Regions from separate parts of the Sus scrofa genome. Here region 2 is linked to region 1. The links are chromatin contacts, called in public Hi-C maps. All regions are on one chromosome and are shown on one strand. The core of a region is the stretch at or near the end of the contact, and the rest is flanking DNA. Distances in the headings are between cores, read along the strand shown. Region 1 overlaps CUBN (cubilin). Region 2 overlaps CUBN (cubilin).

Region 1 (5,814 bases), core at 1,142-3,641:
GAAAGAATTGAAATTCACACAGTTTTACTCCGGTGTGGACTGATTGTTATTTAAGGAAACCACTTCAGCATATTGACCTGTGAGGCAGGGAAGAACCATTACTCACTGAGGCTACTAATGATTGAGAAATTTATTTATCTATTTCGTATTGTTTTACTAGTCAAGGAAATATAGTTAGTATTGAGATGGGAAGAGATGAAAGATAGTCCAACAGCAGTGATTAATCATAGATAAATAATGGTGATGCGATTTAGAACAGGACAGGTGCCAGAAAAGAGTCAGGAAAAGTCTTGTGAGCTTTGCAAGAAGAAGGACATTACTTTGGGTTGTAAGGATCTAGAATGTTCAAGAAGGAGGTGATATTTGATCTGTGTCTTTAGAAATAGGATTGGAATTGGCAATTCCAGGCTGAAAGACCTTGTAACTCAAGGTTAAGCGGAGAAGAATTTATAGAATTTTTAGACCTTTAGACCTCATCCTATGGATAATGGGTCCCCTTGAACAGTTTTTGATCAGAGGAGTGGTGGGGTCTGAATGATCGCACCTTCTCCTCATGTCTGACCCAGAAATGGATCTGATGGCAGCATTTATGCATAAAGGAGGGACTGGCGGAGGCGAGGCCCAAGGACATGGCCACGGTCTGGGCTGGAGGCAGCAAAGGGCAGTGCAGCATTGGAGGTCTGTATTCAGGAAAACCATGCTGCTGGGCTTTATTTCTATGACTGTATCAGCTCCCAAAACAAAATGCTATTTAAAAAAATTCAAGCTATATATTTTATCGCCCTTTGTTTATTAATTGTTGCTACTAAGTTTATAAGGGCAGAATGACAAATGCATTGGGCACAGCGAGTGCCATTGCACAGACTTATTCTATAAGGCTGGTACTGCTGCTACTGAGGTCCTAAGACAGAGACACCCTGGCTTCTGGGAATTCCGGATCAAGAACCTGCAGATGCTGGTGGGCACTGGCATAGACTGAGTGGTGCCTGCATGATTCCTAACCCTGCAGTCTCTCTCAGCAGTGCCGGAGCATGGACTGAGTGCATTCTTCCATTCACTTGATGTTAGGTTCCACCCTACGACTCGCTCTACGCAATGGAATGGCTGTGGTCATGAGGTGGGAAGAGGCCTTAAATGTGCTTGTGTTTTGGGCTTGGACTTTCATGCTCCCTCGATCCACCAAGAGCTCACGCCCTGGGTACCTGCGTGGAGAGCTGACCTGACCGCAGTCTGTACGGTGGAGCCAGGCACAGTCAGCCTGCCTCCTGGAACAGGCAGGCAAACCAGCCTGCTGACCCGTAAGTGATAAAATAATGCTTCAGTGGTATGAGCCACTGAATTTTGGATGGTTCGTTATGCAGCATCAGTGTGGCAATAGCGGACAAGTACAAAAATAGCTACTCTGAGTTATCAAACTGTAATAGAGCACATTGCTTAATTCATAAAATCTACACACAGAATAAAGAAAATGGAGAACTAAACTTATCATCAGATAATCCTGGCCAAAATAGTCAAGTAATTGAAGTAAATACAATATTATATGAGGGAATTATACAATTCATATTCTTTATGAATAATATTATGTGAGTAAATATAATATTATATGAATAAACAGTGAAGTAATTGAAGTAAATATAACATTGAGTGAATCATACAATTCATATTTTATATGAATATTATATGAGTAAATATAATATTGTATGAATAAATATCAAGTAATTGAAATAAATGTGGCATTGTGGAGTAAATTGTACAATTAATATTCTGTGAATATTTTATGAGTAAATATAGCATTGTATGAAGAAATAGGCAAGTACTGAAGTAATAGAACATTACGGCGGGAATTAGACAATTCATGTTCTATGTCAGTATCATATGAGTAAATACAATGTTGTGTGAATAAATAGTCAAGTAACTGAAGCAAATATAACATTATGAGTGGATAATACAATTCACATTCTATATGGATATTATATGATAAACATCTTTCGGTGTCTGTGTGGCACGGAAAATGGTTATAATTGCTCTGATTCACCCACTTGGAAATGGAAACATGGCACAACTGCTCTGTGCTCCTGCTCCTCCCACAGCGTGTGTCTTTGGGGGAATATAAAGATGAATATTCATCAAAGAAGAGTTCTTTGCCAACAAATGCTCTTGCCACATCACAATTTCTATATTTCAACAATGGCAGGATATACGGGAAGAACAAGGGAGGACTCAGACGATGAAATGGTTTCCTATACTTGTTTACTATATGGTATTTTAAAATTCCTGTTTTTGAGCGAGTGTATGACCTTAGCATTGACGTGTTCTTTAGCACCACCAGTCTATCATCTTCCTCGTTATCCCACATTGTTCTACCATCCAGTGAACTCCCATCCATCAGCCGGCTGTGTCAGAAGCGCTCCGTATCCACCAGCCTGCTGTGTCAGAAGCGCTCTGTGCAACACTCCCCGTGCCAGACAGAGAGCAAATATCACTCTAACCCTCACACCGAATCAGAAACACTTCCTACGAAAGAGGGATGGCTTTAGAGAAAGCAAATGGTTGGTGAAAGACATATTGGAAATATATACCCGTAGCATATATTTGGGTCCAGATCGACCTAATTAAAAATCAGTAATTGAATCCTAAAGGATTTCTCTCCAATGATTAACCTTCCAAGTGAAGTTCAAGCTGGAATGAATCTGACCATAAGAATTAGCTGTATTATCTAAGAGAAAACATCTTGAAGGCTTCAGTGCAGTCAGATACATTTCCAAATAATTATCTTGGGAACTGACATTTCCGCTGCTGACATTACAGGGGGCTGACATTTTATGCAGGTCTTCTGGATAGGATCTCTAACCATCTCTGGACAACCACTACTTGGACAGATGGTGGGTGGCTAGCTGTACTTTCAGATAAGGATCCGCCTGACTTCAAGCATTTTCCTGTTCTCCAGGGAACCCATTAAGGCTTCAGGCTGTAGTTGAAGGAAGCTCGATGAAGCACAGGAAACAGAACACACACGCATTGAAAGCTGGTGCCTTAGGGACACGGAAGCTCCATAAGGCTTTAGTTGCCTGCATCTTGCTGTAAAGTTCAAAGCTGCAGTTTGCAACTGCCCTAAAGAAGTGAATTCCTTTAAAAAGTTCAACTAAATTTCACATGAACATATTCTTTTTTTTTGCTAAAAAAGTAAATTGCCTTTATTATTCTACAAAAACTTAAACATTCACCACTTTTAAAGTATTTATGTTGCGCAAGAGAAAAGAAACTTAATGGCGCTTGTAATCTGAGTGATGTTTTGTTTGTTTTTAATAATTTCACTCAATGTGACTCATTTTGGATATCCTAATTTGAGACTCAGCTTAATTTAACTCAGAATATGTAGTTATTCTGGTCATATTTGGGAAGCATAAAACTAAAATACTAAACGAAAGGTAATTTACTGAAAGAAAAGTAGTATCAGCAGCTAATCAGTAGTGACAGTCACAAATTAAAGAGCAATGTGACATATAAACAACTTAGGATAAAGAGAATTCTCAGTAACTTTTAATTTATTTTGCATTATTTTGGTATTACTGAAAGCACTTTATGTATGCATCAGTAGTCCCAGGGCATTTCATGAAAATGGGCTGCAATGGGGCATATGGAGGTTCCCAGGCTAGGGGTCCCATTGGAGCTGAAGCCCCGGCCAACACTATAGCCACAGCAATGCCAGATCTGAGCTGAGTCTGTGACCTACACCACAGCTCACAGCAATGCCAGATCCTTAACCCACTGATCAAGGCCAGGGATCGAACCCACTTCCTCATGGATGCTAGTCGTGTTCCTTAACCACTGAGCCATGTTAGGAAGTCCTTGAAATTTTACAAAGGACTTGTTAGGTAGGATAGGATAGGGCCTTGGACCCAAGTGATTCAGAACAGGCCATTTATCATTACCAAAAGCAGGAGGCTTGTGATCAAGCAGTGAGGACACATGCAGGTACCAGAGACAGGCTCTTCGGAGCACTTTCCTATACCAATGACACATGCTCGTCAGAGCACTGCCCTATGACCTATTCCCCATGCAGAGAAGGCATCCCGCCCAAAACCAATTGGAGGGTCAAAACCTGTGTGCCCCCATACAGAGATCAAACAACACTCAGCCTTTATGCATAGCACAGGGGGGCTGGGACAGGGAAATTGGTGGGCTTGGGGTGGGAGAACTGGGGTCTCCAAACACATCCACTGTATAATGGAAAGACCCAGTTGCAGTCAGAGGCAGTCTCTACCTCAGGCTAGCCCGCTTTCTCTAAGGATGTGAATCAAATTTGCTGCACACTGCTACGAACTTGACTCTTGATTGCGATCAAGACTGTGATCTCTGAGGCAACCAGTGGGAGTATTTTTCAACTGGGGAGATGGACCAGAATGGATCCCTATGAGCGCCCCATAGAGCTATAACCTCTGACCTGAGGCGCTGTCAGTTTGGGGGAATATCCTTTGAGCCAGAACCACTCCCGTCCTGAAATGAACGCTCCTGCCTGGAGAGACTGCCTGCCTCCATCTCTGTGCAGTGAGACCAGTGGCTCTGTCCTGGTGCTGCTGTAGCACTTCCCAGCGGGAACAACCACTGGCCAGACCACTTGCACCTCCAAATCTTTGTGGTGTGTGGGCAACAATCAAGAGAAATAATGCAGAGGAACCTAATGGGCTTATTAAGCAAAATGATGTAATCATGCCAAGTGATGCGGGAAGAGGATTTGAAGATCGAATGTACATTCATGACATAAACGAAAACAGCATCTAAAAAACCCTATAGCTAATGTGACACTTAATGGTGAAAAAGTAAATGCTTTCCTCCTAAGATCAGCAACAAAACAAGGATACTTTCCCTCACCATTCTCATTGAACAAAGTACTGGAAACTCTTGCCACGGTAATAGACAAGGGGGAAAAAATAGACTGGAAAGGAAGGAATAAGATTGCCACTATTTGCAGATGGAGAAAATCCCAAGGAATCTACATAAAAATTCCTAGAACTAATAAGTAAGGGCAGCAAGAACTCCAGATATAAAAACGACACACAAAAATCAATCACATTTCTATATCCTAACAGCAAACATGTGGAAACCAAAGTTAAATATACAACTGCTCTAAAGAAAATGAAATACTCAGGTACACAATTAATGAAACACATACAGGAATAGTGTGCTGAAAGTTACAAAGCAATGAAAGAAATTAAAGAAGATCTAAATAAATGGTGGATTGAAAGATTCTACTTGGTCAAGATGTAACTACCATTTGATCCAGTGATCTCACTCCTGGGCATCTATCCAGAGAAAACCATGACTCCAAAAGACACATGTACTTCCGCGTTCATTGCAGCACTATTTGCAACAGCCAAGACATGGAAACAATGTAAATGTCCATCGACAGAGGAGTAGGGGATCAAGAAGATGTGGTACATATACACAATGGAATATTACCTAGCCGTTAAAAGTAATGAAATAATGGCATTTTTAGCAACATGGATGGACTTAGAAATTATCATGCCCTGGAGTTCCCGTTGTGGCTCAGTGGCGAACGAATCCGACTAGGAACCATGAGGTTGTGGGTTTGATTCCTGGCCTTGTTCAGTGGGTTAAGGATCTGGCGTTGCTGTGAGCTGCGGTGTAGGTCGCAGATGTGGCTTGGATCCTGTATTGTTGTGGCTCAGGCGTAGGCCGGCGGCTACAGCTCCAATTAGACCCCTAGTCTGGGACCCTCCATATGCCGCAGGAAGCAGCCCTAGAAAAGGCAAAAAAAACAACAACAACAAAAAAAGAAATTATCATGCTAAG
Region 2 (5,966 bases), core at 1,219-3,718, 93 kb after region 1:
ATTAGGACGGAATGAGAGTGGAAACATTATATATTAGAACTTATGGAATATAGTCAAAGCAGTAATTAGAGGGAAATTTATAGCTTTAAGTGCTTATACTAGGAAAGAACAAATACTGAGAAAAATGGACTAGATATCCAACCCCAGAACTAATCAAATGGGAAAACAAACAAACAAACAAACAAACAAAAAAACACCACGGGGGGAAAAAAACCCCGACAAAAGAAGTAGAAGAAATGCCAAGACAACATCTGAAATTAGCAAAATATAAATGTAGAAAATGCTAGAAGAGATTACAAAGAAGTTATTTCTTTGAAAAGACTAACAAACTATAAACTTTCAATAAGACTGATTAACAATAAAAAAGAAAGTTTAAATGAGCAATATTACTAAAAAGGGCAAAGTTACAGATACACTAGAAATTTTAATGAATTCTACTAAAAACCAATGTCACTAAGTTTGAATGTAAACAATTTTTTTTTACAAAAATACAATAGAACTAGTTGAAAAAATGAAACACCTAAAAATACCATTAAACCAATAAATATCAGTATAAAAAAAACTGCCTGCAGACAAAATGAAACAAATATCTGAGCCCAGATTATTTTATAGGGTAACTCTATCAAATCTTCAATAAATCAATATCCAAATCCTAATCTTATGTAAACTGTAACAAAAGATAGAAAAGAGGTGATAGTATCCAACTTACTTAAGTTAGTATAACCTTGAGAACAAAATCAGTCAAGGGAGGTCAAAGAAAGAAAAAGTTTAAGTCAATCTTCTTAACAATACAGATAAAAAATATTACATAAAATATTAGTAAAATGAAACCATCAATCTGTAAAATATTTAGATCTTAATCAAGCTGGACTCACAATGGCTTAAGATGAGAAGATCTATTGGAACAATTAAGACTAAAGAGAAAAATAGATTCAAAAATATACTAAGGAAGAATCAGCGACAATTGCAGAAAAGTATTTGCTAAAACTGAACATGTATTCATTATAAAAACTCACAGAAAATTAGGAATAGAAGGAAATTTTTTTCAAATGGATAAGAAATGCCCTCCAACCTACTACAGAAATATGCTTAGAGGTGAAAGTTTTAAAATATTTCTTCTAAATATAAAACAACACAAGAAAGCATATTCTTATCACTTTGTTGCATAATATGCTAAAAGGTTTTCCAGGACAATAGGCAGGGAAAGGGGGAAATGGTTGTAAGATTTGGAAAAGAAGTGCTATAAAGCAATACTCAAGGGTGTTCATTCATTCATAACTATTTACTGAGCACCTTAAAATGTCAGGTCCTTGTCTAGGAACTGAAGGTAGAGCAGCAGACAAGAGACAAAATTTTTGTCATTCTAGAGAGCAGAATGTTTACTAGATAAGGTAGTATGCAAAAAATTAGTAAGCTTTTCTTATACCAGCAAACAAAAATTTAGGAATGATAAATTAGTCAACATTCACTCAATAAATATTTTACTCTCTACTACATTGCTAGACACTGCGATGGGATGATGAAGAAAATAGACAATGTTCCTCCCTTTGGGAACCTTATATTCTAGAAAGAGAGACAGATAATAAGCAAATAAACGGAAATACAGAGAGGCTGTGATAAGTTTTAGGAGGAAAAAATAAAGTAATTAAGGAAATGATACATATAAAATTGAAAATATGGGTTATCTCTTTGACAAGAAGGTAAAGGGATATGGATGGAAAAGTTTTGCTGCCCTGTAATATTTTATTTATTTAATACTAATTTTTAAAGAAAAAAGTCATTAATTTTTTTTAAAGTAAATGAAGTGAGTGCAAACTCTTCTTTTTCCACAAGTAACTGAAAGAAGTTTTTTTCTGCGAAGGACAAGATTAATAAAAAAGGAAAGAACTGGAGTACCACCGGTTGTGGCTCAGTGGGTTAAAACCTGGCTAGTATCCATGAGGATAGGGGCTTGATCCCTGGATTCCTTCAGTGAGTTAAAGGAACTGGCATTGCAGCAAGCTGCAGTGTGGGTCACAGATGCAGCTCAGATCCTGCATTGCTGTGGCTGTGGTTTAGGCCAGCAGCTGCAGCTCTGATTCAACCCCTAGCCTGAGAACTTCCGTATGCTGCAGGTGTGGCCTGAGGAAGAGAAAGAGGAAGAGGAAGAGAAAGAGAAAGAGAAGGAGAAGGAGAAGGAGAAGGAGAAGGAGAAGGAGAAGGAGAAGGAGAAGGAGAAGAGAAAGAGAAAGAGAAAGAGAAAGAGAAGAGAAAGAGAAAGAGAAAGAGAAAGAGAAAGAGAAGAGAAGAGAAGAGAAGAGAAAGGACTGTCTGATACGACTATAGAAAAAAACTGTTGGGAAGGAAATTAAAAAAAAACTCAGGAATGGAAAACTTACTTCTCTATCGTGTATCTTTTAGTCACTAGTACTAAGTCCAGCATCTTCCTGGGCCCTATCTCAGCAAAAGGGTTAGGATGCTTAAGATAACAGACTAGCAGCCTGGAGGTTCTGGGACCTCACGCCCCGCAGTGGGATGGATGTACCACACACATCTCTGAGGTTTCACCATCAGTCAGAGCCTGGGAGCAAACTGGTCAGTTCGTTCTACCACTAGCTTCTCAGGCCAGATACTAGCATTGGTAGGGCTCTGGCCAGATGGTGGGTCTGTGGCTCTCACAATCTCATCAAGGTTACTCCAGTAGAGATCATCTAGATCCATATTCTAGACCTAGTTTTAGCAGCAAACTGTGAGTGATAATTAAACAGCAAAAGAAATCAGAAAAAAATCCACACGAGGCTAAACAAAACACACATGTGTCTGAACCTCCACTGTATTTCTTGATTCTTCCTAAGACAAAGTTTCTACCTACAATAATTTTAGGCAAATAATGGATCTGAATCCATCCTTAAGAGGGCTGCCAAGTTTGGCTCTTAAATTCATCCTCAATTTTATCACCCATAATGGTATGAACAATGTAAAACATGTTTAAATTGTCCTTTTATTTACTTTTTAATTTCTTTTGGCTGAACCCACAACATGCAGAAATGCCATGCCAGGGATGGAACCCATGGCATAGCAGCAACCTGAGCCTCAGCAGTAACAATGCTGGATCCTTAACTCACTGAACCACCAGGGAACTCTAAAATATATTAAAATTGTGTTTCTGATTCTCAGGAAAAAAATATTTGCCTCAGAAGGTAATTTACATGAAATTGCCCCTAAATCATTTCAACTCAAAGTGCAGCATGTAGTCCAGCACCAGAGCATCACCCAAGAGCCTGTTTAAATGAAGCATCAGAGCCGCCAACCAACTGAATCAGAATATAAATTTTAACAAGATTCCAGGTGATCAACACGGACATTAAAGTCTGATCCAATGGGCTAGAAGATTACTAAGTACAGGATTTTTCTGTTTTTTGTACCAGACTGGTGTAATCCAACGCTAAATGTCATAAAAGGCCTTTCATTAGAAACAATGGTACTTGTAAGAATCAAATTAAACTTTTTAAAAAGTTGTATTGTTCTTGGAAGTCTTTGTTTTAGGCTGGTCCATTTTACAAGCAAATTTATGCTGTTTCCAAATGTCTTGGCTCAGATCTGCTAGTAAAAATATGATGTGGAACAAAAATAGTACCATCACTGCTTCTCATTATCTCACTTTTGATTCTTGAACCAAGATCAATCACATTTTAAAAGGACTCGGCCAGCATACAGCATATTTTCTTTTAATTCCTCTAAATATCTGTTTTATAAAAAAATTCTTTGGGGGGGGTTTATTTTGCCCCCCTTTTATGTTATAGAGTCGACCACGATTTCTCCGATTTTTCTCCCTACTCAGTTTCACCACAGTGTCCACCATCCAAACCCCATGCTTTAGAACTTGACAGATTCCATCTGCTTTTCATATGCTTCTCGCTCACCCCAGAGGAGTGCTTCCAAATACCCATCTGGATATAGTTTAGACCAGGGCAGAAATAACTTGGAGGCTTTGCCATAAAGCCCTTCTCATTATCATCTACGTAAAGAGGAACAGCTTGTCTTCTGCATATTATACTTTAAAAATAAAAAGAAACACAAAATGATCAAAGTTAACCTCTTGTAGGATGAAAAAGGAAAAAGATGAAGCATTAAGATTTAATATAGTAATCAGGATTTTGTGTCTATTACAGAGTAAAATGGATGAAACTTGTTTTCTGTGTTTACCTCCCATCTTTTAGGAGGAGAGTCCAGTGTGGTCCTCTTGGATTTAACCTTGAACTGCCACACAAGGTACTTTAGAAATGCCAGAGTGAGAGAATTTGAAACTTGAACATCAGGTATGCAGGAGCCTGGTGCTGTACATTTAAAATTTAACGTCTTTCATCACAACTGTGGCCATGTGTGGACATGATTATCCCTTATGGGTGAAATGCATCTCTTACGTTTAAAAAATTTTTTTTGACATGAACATATTAGTAACTTAACAAGAAATGGGAACTTGTCTCTTTAAAATATTCCCAGGACCTGGCCCAGTTCCTGATGACCACTAAGCAACAGATTGATCAAGAATGTGAATGTGGTAAAGACCAAGAGGAAAAAGACCCCAAAAGCCCGTTTATTTATCAGTTATGAGACCTAATAAGCCATGTGAAGGACTACTGACTCTATCATGAGAACAATGTTTATGTTTTACTCATTATTACATCACAAAGCATCTATTATAGGAGTAACATGGACTTTCTATACAAAGCATCTCACATGGGTGTAACGTGCTTACATGTGTAAGCACATAGTAGGGGCTTAAATCAATATTTTTTGAATAAAGAAATATATATATATGGCAAAAGTTTATGTGTGTGTGTGTGTGTGTGTTCCCATACAGAACTTTGTGCTTTTAGCTAAGGACAAGAGCAAACAAAACTTTTCTCCCCTGTGGCAACTTAAACATGCACTGCCTTTCAGGCACTCAGAGGGCATCAGTGTTTCAACACAAAGCCACTTGGACCCTAAAGAGGTCCTGTCTGATTGATGGATTGAAAGAAAGCAACTTGAGATGTTTGAATGTGGTCTACAAACACATTTTCTCTCATTTCTAAAAAACCCATTCTTGATGCACAGAATGGCAGTTCTAGGAGAGAAGCAAGACTCCTGAATAAACAGTGTCCTCAAAACCATCCTCACAACAGTAAGTTACTTATTATACGCTTTTCAAAACAGAATCACCAACTCTATCCAAAGCTCAATAAGCTGTGATATAGTAAAACAAATAACTTTCATTTAAAATGGCAGTTTAAATACCAAAGTCTTATCATTCAATACTTGTTCAGCATCTATTACCAGAGTAGTATGTTGCACATACCTCTCTACTGATGATTTAAAAAGTCCTATTTCCCTTACAATGTTCCTTTCACTATCGACTTCTAGAGAATACATTATTATTTTTACTTTAACTCAAGATCACTCAAAATGTGATGGGATGCTGATTTTATGTCCATAGCCCATATTCAGAGGAACGTGAGAATGATTTTACAAGTCAAATACTAATTTTTGTAGAAAATTAACAAACAGAAATTGCAATGATATAGAGTTGATAAACCAGAAGAATGAGCTCTTACACTCTGCAATGAAGAGTCTAGCCCTATAGAAAGAAGTCCTTCTTTCTTGGCAAGAACTCAGCCAGTTAAAGCCATGGACTCTTTGTTGACTGTCACCCTTTCAGCTTCCTTTTCCCTCTATTAAAAACATTCTCCTTCTCTTGCTGGGCTCCCCACAGTTGAAGACCCTGAATTGCAATTCTCCACTGATCCTGAATAAACCCATCTTCACCAGAGAAATATCTGGCATTCTATTTATTTCAGATCAACATTTTGGTGGCTTGTATAGGGACCAGATGAGTCTCTTGACAGCTCCAGGCTGGTAAGCAAACAGGTGTGGTACTCATGGATTCATCCCATTGTCCCTCACTGCTTTTCTGGCCAACCCTGGAGTTTGAAGGCACATCCTTC

Evidence for each region. Hi-C and Micro-C count contacts between places; a contact is called where the count stands out from the background.
Region 2: a contact with region 1 is called in a Hi-C map of alveolar macrophages, with 2.4 times the contacts expected there. The contact joins two enhancer-like sites. A contact is called at or near these places in 5 of 47 Hi-C or Micro-C datasets (alveolar macrophages, embryonic fibroblasts and subcutaneous adipose tissue) and 2 of 2 datasets of contacts at active chromatin or transcription factors (alveolar macrophages and skeletal muscle).

Annotation. Positions count from the first base shown.
Region 1 is chr10:43,133,175-43,138,988 of Sscrofa11.1, forward strand. All of the region lies in intron 60 of CUBN (cubilin), which reads right to left. Among named protein-coding and RNA genes, the nearest start is that of EPC1, 190 kb to the left of the region's middle. Within about 2 kb of position 2,392, at least 7 of the 83 cell types and tissues checked have an H3K27ac peak or open chromatin away from gene starts, as enhancers often do. A contact at or near this core is called in alveolar macrophages, where this site is marked.
Region 2 is chr10:43,226,198-43,232,163 of Sscrofa11.1, forward strand. The region is part of intron 37 of CUBN (cubilin); the gene reads right to left. Among named protein-coding and RNA genes, the nearest start is that of CUBN, 190 kb to the right of the region's middle. Within about 2 kb of position 2,469, at least 5 of the 83 cell types and tissues checked have an H3K27ac peak or open chromatin away from gene starts, as enhancers often do. A contact at or near this core is called in alveolar macrophages, where this site is marked.